Linked DNA regions of Hordeum vulgare: region 2 is linked to region 1. The links are chromatin contacts, called in public Hi-C maps. All regions are on one chromosome and are shown on one strand. The core of a region is the stretch at or near the end of the contact, and the rest is flanking DNA. Distances in the headings are between cores, read along the strand shown. Region 1 holds the start of LOC123448753 (probable arabinosyltransferase ARAD1). Region 2 has its middle 190 kb from the start of LOC123448754.

The links. Hi-C and Micro-C count contacts between places; a contact is called where the count stands out from the background.
Region 2: a contact with region 1 is called in a Hi-C map of seedling, with 5 times the contacts expected there. The contact joins the enhancer-like site here to the promoter of LOC123448753 in region 1. A contact is called at or near these places in 2 of 6 Hi-C or Micro-C datasets (leaf and seedling).

What each region holds. Positions count from the first base shown.
Region 1 is chr4H:407,174,580-407,177,909 of MorexV3_pseudomolecules_assembly, forward strand. LOC123448753 (probable arabinosyltransferase ARAD1) reads right to left here and starts at 1,823. Exons shown (of 2, transcript XM_045125750.1): 1 at 836-1,823; 2 at 1-121. The coding sequence starts at 1,660.
Region 2 is chr4H:407,889,173-407,892,502 of MorexV3_pseudomolecules_assembly, forward strand. No RefSeq gene overlaps it. Among protein-coding and RNA genes, the nearest start is that of LOC123448754, 190 kb to the left of the region's middle. Within about 2 kb of position 1,854, at least 3 of the 3 cell types and tissues checked have open chromatin away from gene starts, as enhancers often do. A contact at or near this core is called in leaf and seedling, where this site is marked.

The DNA.
Region 1 (3,330 bases), core at 573-3,072:
TGGATGCCCTCATACCTCGTGTCGATTCCTCAATCCCATTACCAGCCACACTTCCAAATGAGAAGTGCACATCTTTCTCATCTTTGAGAAGATAGTAAAGTTCCTGTCGGATGAAACCACCCTGCAAGGTAGTGATTCAAAAGATCATCAACCGTGAGAACCATCAATATTTCACATAGATCACATATTCTCAGGACCTCGGTTTTCAGACAGTCAATAATTCATATATCTTGCTTAATAAACCTCATTATACACTACCGCCACAAATGTGTGAGAGTGGCATAATCATAATTTTGGATTCTTAACCTTATCAGATTATAGAACCTCTTAAGCATTAAACCGACTCACTAGAGCTACAACATAAACAGGGCTTATAAGTAGATAACAGCCACATGACAGAAGTGATTGTATACCAAAGTTCGCTGGATTAATGAGCAAGACGAATTACACCAGTTTGAGGTGATTGCCAAACAAACTGAGCTGAGCTGGATACTGAACAAGGCAATGCCAATGGCAATTACTTCTTTGCAACTAGTACCATATTCCCCGTGGCCAGAATCATTGAAGTCCAAATCAAGTACCACGGAGGGTGTCCAGACTACAGACTACAGATGAGGTTGTGCTAGCTTAGGATCGTGCTATTGACTGAAACTTAAATCAGTTAAATAGTAGCAGTACATGGCAAAGATTCTCAAATCTATATAGGAGAAGGACCCATGCAAAGCAAAAATTTAAACCATGGCTACATTATTAAAATGGAAGTTGACCAATCATACCACGATTTTAATTCCCTGCTTAAGCTAAAACTAGTAAGCTTTCATCAAAGGGTACTCACATCTTTCCTGTAAATGGCGCCTTGGAAGTAGAGCAAGGTCGGCCGGTCGTCGTAGCCGGTGGAATCATTCAAGAAGTCGTCGACGACATGCTGGTACGGGGCGATGACGTCCTTGTCGATGTTGGCCACGCTGTGTGGGTACCTCCCAAAGTCACAGAGCACGAAGACGCAGGGCCAGAGCTTGTAGCGCGCGTCGAGCATCCCGTTGGGGTGGTGCGCGAGCACGACGTGGTCCCTCCCGCCGGACCTCCGCCACTCTGGCCGCGCGGCGAGGAACTCGATCAGCCTCCGCTGCAGCGTCCGGTCCTCACTGGTCCGCGCGGGCGGCACGACCTTGGAGTGGCGGTTGAAGCTGAGGGAGGCGAAGAAAGGCACGAAGACGACGTCGGCCCTGGCGGGGTCGCGCACCCGGACGGCGTTGCACGGCGTGGGCGCGCCCTGCTCGGAGGCGAGGAGGTCCAGCGTGAGCCAGTACTCGATGCTGTGCTGCAGGTTGAGCCCGCCGGGGTACTCCGGCACGCCGTGCCTGACGTCCGGCCAAAGGCCGCCGCCGCTCCCGGGCTCCCAGTCGAGCATGCCGAAGTGGAACTCGAGGGGCAGGTCGTACATGTAGACGCGCAGCAGCGCCTTGTCCGGATCGCATTTCCTGCCAGGAGAGGCGGAGGGGAGCCCCTGGCGGCGGGCATCGAGCGCGGCCGGGGCGGCGGCGGAGTCGAGGAGGAGGTACCAGGAGGCGAAGAAGAGCGCGGCGGCGAGGGAGAAGAACCAGACGAGCGGGTTCCGGCAGGAGGCGGCGGCGGCCATGAAGCCGCTAGCGGTAGGCATAGCAATGCGGGTGGAGGTGGAGGTGGGCGGCCATGGCGCTCGGATCTGAGGAGGTGGGGGATACGTGTGTGGTATGTGGGGATGGGTCAGTGGCGGCCGCGGTCTCCTGCGTCGGGCGGGGGTGGGGCTTCGATCGATAGGGTCGGACCAGGATCCGGGGCGAGTCGAAGGAGACGGTTGCGCTTGGACGGATGCGGTGCGGCAAGAACCGAGGAACGGCTTCTTTCCAGATCCACGCAAGGACGCACGCACTTCCACCCACATTGCGGTCGCTACCCTTTTGCCGCTTTCCTCAAAGACAACGAAATTACTCTCATTCCTCACGACATGTGCAAGGGTCTCACTTTGTAAACCCTTAAAAATAACCGTTTTTTTATAGTTTTCATCGGAAAAACGACGTAAACTAGAACCCTAAAACCTTAAACCCGTAAAAAAAATTAGAGGTCCAACCCTCAAACCCCTTCCCAGCCTGTAGAAGTGAGAGTTGGGAGGGAAAACTGCCCCCAACCCGCACTCATTTTCCCACCTCGCACAGGAGGCAGTTGGTTCCCCCACGCGGGAGGAATCCGCATCGGCCGCCGCCGACCCCCGCGCTCCGGCCGCAGCCCCGCCGCCCCCCGCGCCCCAGCCGCCGCCCCGCCGCTCCTTCGCGCCCCGGCTGCCGCCCCTCCGCGCCCCGCCGCCCTCCGCATCTCGGCCGCCGCCCTCCGCGCCCCCGCCGGCCCACCGCGCCCCGGCCGCCGCCCCGCCGCCCCTCCGCTCCTCGGCCGCGTCCCCGCCCCGCCCCGGACACCGCCCACCCGCGCCCCGCCCCGGTGAGATTTTTTTTTACTTTTTAAGTTTTTAATTTTTGCTTCATTGGCACTAATTGTAGCCACTTGGTATGTAGATGGACTCTGTTGTCGGATTCGTTGGATTGGTCGTCATCCGACGATTCGGACATTGACGAGTTGTTGCAAGACGACGACGTCGATATGATGAGCCTCCTCGTCGACGTGCAAGCGTTTGAAGACCGCGTGAAGCTTTTGGATCAGAGGAGAGGGTCGAAGATGGGGCGACTCACCATCTACCGGAACCGCGCTCTCGGACACGAGCATTTGATGCGAGACTACTTCGCGGAGGTACCTACATATCCTCCTCGTCTCTTTCGCAGAAGGTACCGGATGCGTCGTAGTTTGTTTGTGAAGATTGTCACCGATTGTGAGGCCGCCTCCTATTATTTTAAACGTCGTAGATCCGCCGCCGGTATCATGAGGTTTAGTGCATATCAAAAGATATCGGAGGCAATGCGGGTACTCGCTTATGGCATACCCGCGGATTACACCGACGAGTATCTTCGCATTGGGGAAGATACAACCACGGAGTCCGTCCGTAGGTTTGCCAAGTTGGTCATCCGGTTGTATGGTGAGCAGTATCTTCGGGCATCAAACGAGGAAGATACAAAGAGATTAATGGAAATGAATGAAAAAAGGGGATGGCCGGGGATGCTTGGTAGTCTTGATTGCATGCATTGGAGGTAGAAAAATTGCCCAAAGGCATGGCAGGGAATGTACTGCGGTAAAAGTCGTGATGCTACCATTGTGCTTGAGGCCGTAGCATCGGAGGACACATGGATTTGGCATGCATTCTTTGGGTTGCCGGGAACACTCAATGATATCAATGTCCTCAAT
Region 2 (3,330 bases), core at 604-3,103, 710 kb after region 1:
TTGTTCCACTGAATTTGGCACTTTAACATGTACACTTGAGATCTATTTTTGCTACACCATATTCGATTGAGATTTAACTAAATCTCAGTTGCCCCACACATGAGATTTGCCTTTTTATTTTTTTATTTCTTTTATTTTCCTTCTTTTGTGCCGATAGGAGATGTGCAACTATAATTGTGTCGATGGGCCGCTTTATGACGTCCTTCTATTTTTTTCAAGATCATCTCTTGCATAAAATTAAGGACTGCAATAGATGGGAAACTGTTGCTGGGGGAGGGCTCTCAGCCGCCGGTTTCGTTCGCTAGGAGAGGCACCCCCCTAGCAAATGTTTCTGGTCGTTCCCCAAGGGGTGGGCCACGACGACCTTGAGACCCAAAAGGCCTAGTTAAAAAATGCCATCCACTACATAAAAATGACATCCTATCAGACATTAGAAAAGAAAAGCCTAACTTAACCACCATGTGAAAAAGGCCTTTAAGGAACACCCAAAAGAATGTGATCTCTTTAATATAAAATATCATCTCTCAAATAATAAATGACGTCTCTTAATAAAAAATGACATCTCTTAAATAAAAATATGCATCACTCTCGCCCCCTTAAATAAAAAATTGCATATTTAAAAAATGATGACATTTAAGCATCACACAAAAAGAGTCATCTCTTTGATAATAAAAATGTTATCTCTAAAATAAAAAACGCCATCTCTTGAGATAGAAAATACCATCTCTTAATATAAAAATCCCATCCTTAATAAATAAAAAATGCAATCTCTTAATTTGAAAAATGACATGTACAAAAAAATTAAAAAGGGGGATTCTTAAAATGTCATGTGACGTAGTTCAAAAAATTGTAAACTACTATGCTATTATTTTTTCTATAAAATGTCATCTGGTGAAAAAAAGGAGCCTCGGACTCAATCCTAAGGATCAGTTCTTTTCGTAGCTTCTAGAATAAGCTGAAATAAGCTACCCCTACTCAGCTTATTCTACAAGCCCAATCAAATATATTCTTTTAGAAGCCTACTAATCAAGTCTTGATTGTTAGGCTTTTAAAAGAAAAAAAATTAGTTGGGCTTCTAGAATAAGCTGGGTAAGGGGTAGCTTATTCTAAAAGCCCAAAAAAGCTATCAAAAGAACTAGCCCTAAGTCTTCTAGGTGTGAGGGCGCCTGGCCAGCTACAACGGTGGTGGTGTAGTGTTTTTGATTTCTAACATGTTTGCTGGCATTTATCATACAACGAACTATTTTAAAAATCTGACGTGGATCCAATGTTATGCCAAGATTCGTGCAACCGAATCCAACAGGAGAGACGGCGTTCGCTAGCAACTGCCATATATCTGCCGTAGCCGGTTATGATTTCCAAAAATTAAACCTAAGGATGTGCGCCACTTCCAACTTTGCGATTATTGACGCAATTGATACTACCACTTTAGGTTCTAAGTAATTTTCCCGGCCACATCTTTCAAAAGAAAAAAAATTCCCGACCAACAGGAGGATTATGTAATTTTAACTTATCTTCTCATCTTATGCAACATGGATATACTTTACAGTTGGAAAAACTTAGTCAAGCATCTTCTGGATTTATTTATTTTTTGGCAGGAAAAGTATCTTCTGGATTTGATCGCCCAAATCTAATATTTGTAAACTCGTGTTTAGAGACAAGTCAACCTTGCAATCTGCCACGAGCTATAGACTATACATTCATATATAAGGATGCAGTACTAATGATTGAAACAGGGTGTCCTTTTTAAGATACACTATACATCTCCTGTTTTGTGGTAGTATTTATACGGAGCCGTGTATACGTGTCCCATCTCCAGTTAGTTAAGTCGTATCTGTCAGTCCAGCCTGGTCATGTTGCCGAGCGGAGGGACAAGTAGTATGCACAAGCGTGCGTATACACGGAGGTGCCAGCTTAGGGTTTTTTCTCACTTCTTGATTCACCAAAACATGCCCTGAATTGCTACGCCTCTTTGGGACCATCAACTGTTAATTATTCATGTAAACCATTGGGGTGAATGAAGGGCCAAATTCGTACTACAGATATATGCACATGACGAGCTCCGATTTGCGGCCAGCCTTCATTAGCAAGAAGACTGCCGGAACTGCACAATAGTACTACATGGGGTAGTATTCTTTTTACTGTATGTACTATTAGGCACTATGGCATTCTACCCAAAAACTTGGGGTGACTTGTTTGTAGTAACAATTATTTTGAGGTTAGGCCGACAATGGCGTGGTTGCCATTTATTGACGACGAGTCGCCACTAATCGAGGGGCCTGATCTGATCTTGCTTGGCGCAACACCCCAAAACGCTCCCTGCTACCCGCTGCCGGGGATAAAAATGCACATGCCGCTTGCCATCTTCCCGTCCAAAGTTCCCAGCGCAAGCCAAGGGTACCAGGTTCTCTGCACAACCGCTGCGGCAGACAGTTGCATGTTACACGGAGCAGCAACGCGAAACCGAGCCAGCCACCCATTTGTCAATGGCCACTTGGCGGGCGATGTGCTCCCTCCGGTCAGGCAGACGCTGCATCCGATGGCCATTTCTTATGTGGATCCCGGGCGGATTTCGTTGTTAAATCGCCTGGGGTTAACGCATGCGGTGTAGGCTGGAGTTGGCAGCATAGGGATTCCGCTTCGCTGTCTGAATCGTGCCCCTGCCTGTCTACGTTCAGTGCTCTGCTAGCTGCTGCGATCTACTGGAGATCTCGCGTTCACGTCCGTGCACCTCTGCAGCTGATTATAACCCTTTGCTTATGATCGGGTTTCTTGGTGGTGCGTGCTTTGATGAGGCCAAGAAATTTCAGATTCTGGTTTACTCTAATCGATAAGAGAGCGTGTGCTTGCTAACGCGGTTTCGCTAGGTTCATGTACACAAGCGAAATTTGATCACATGTATTCCATAATGTAAGACGTTTTTCAAGATTTGTCTTATACTCCACATTCGTTTCTAAATATAAATATTTCTACAGATTTTAATATAAAATACATAAGAATATATAAAATATTTTAGAGTATATATTCACTTGTTTTACACGTATACACTTTATATTAAAATCTATAAAAAAACTTATATTTATAAATGGAAGAAGTATTATGGATCGACGGGAGTAGTATATATGCATTCCCGCAAAAAAGGGATAATGTACATCTAGCTGGAACTAGGCGTGGTATGTACATGCCACACTTTGGTACGCCTCACATGATCAGATGCAACACTTGAGCGAATATATTTACGTGCCATCTGGAGCGACCAAAGCCCAGAGGCATGTGAAATCATGAACTAAGAAAAGTAATTTTGTGCGTCTGAGCATTTTTTTTAACACA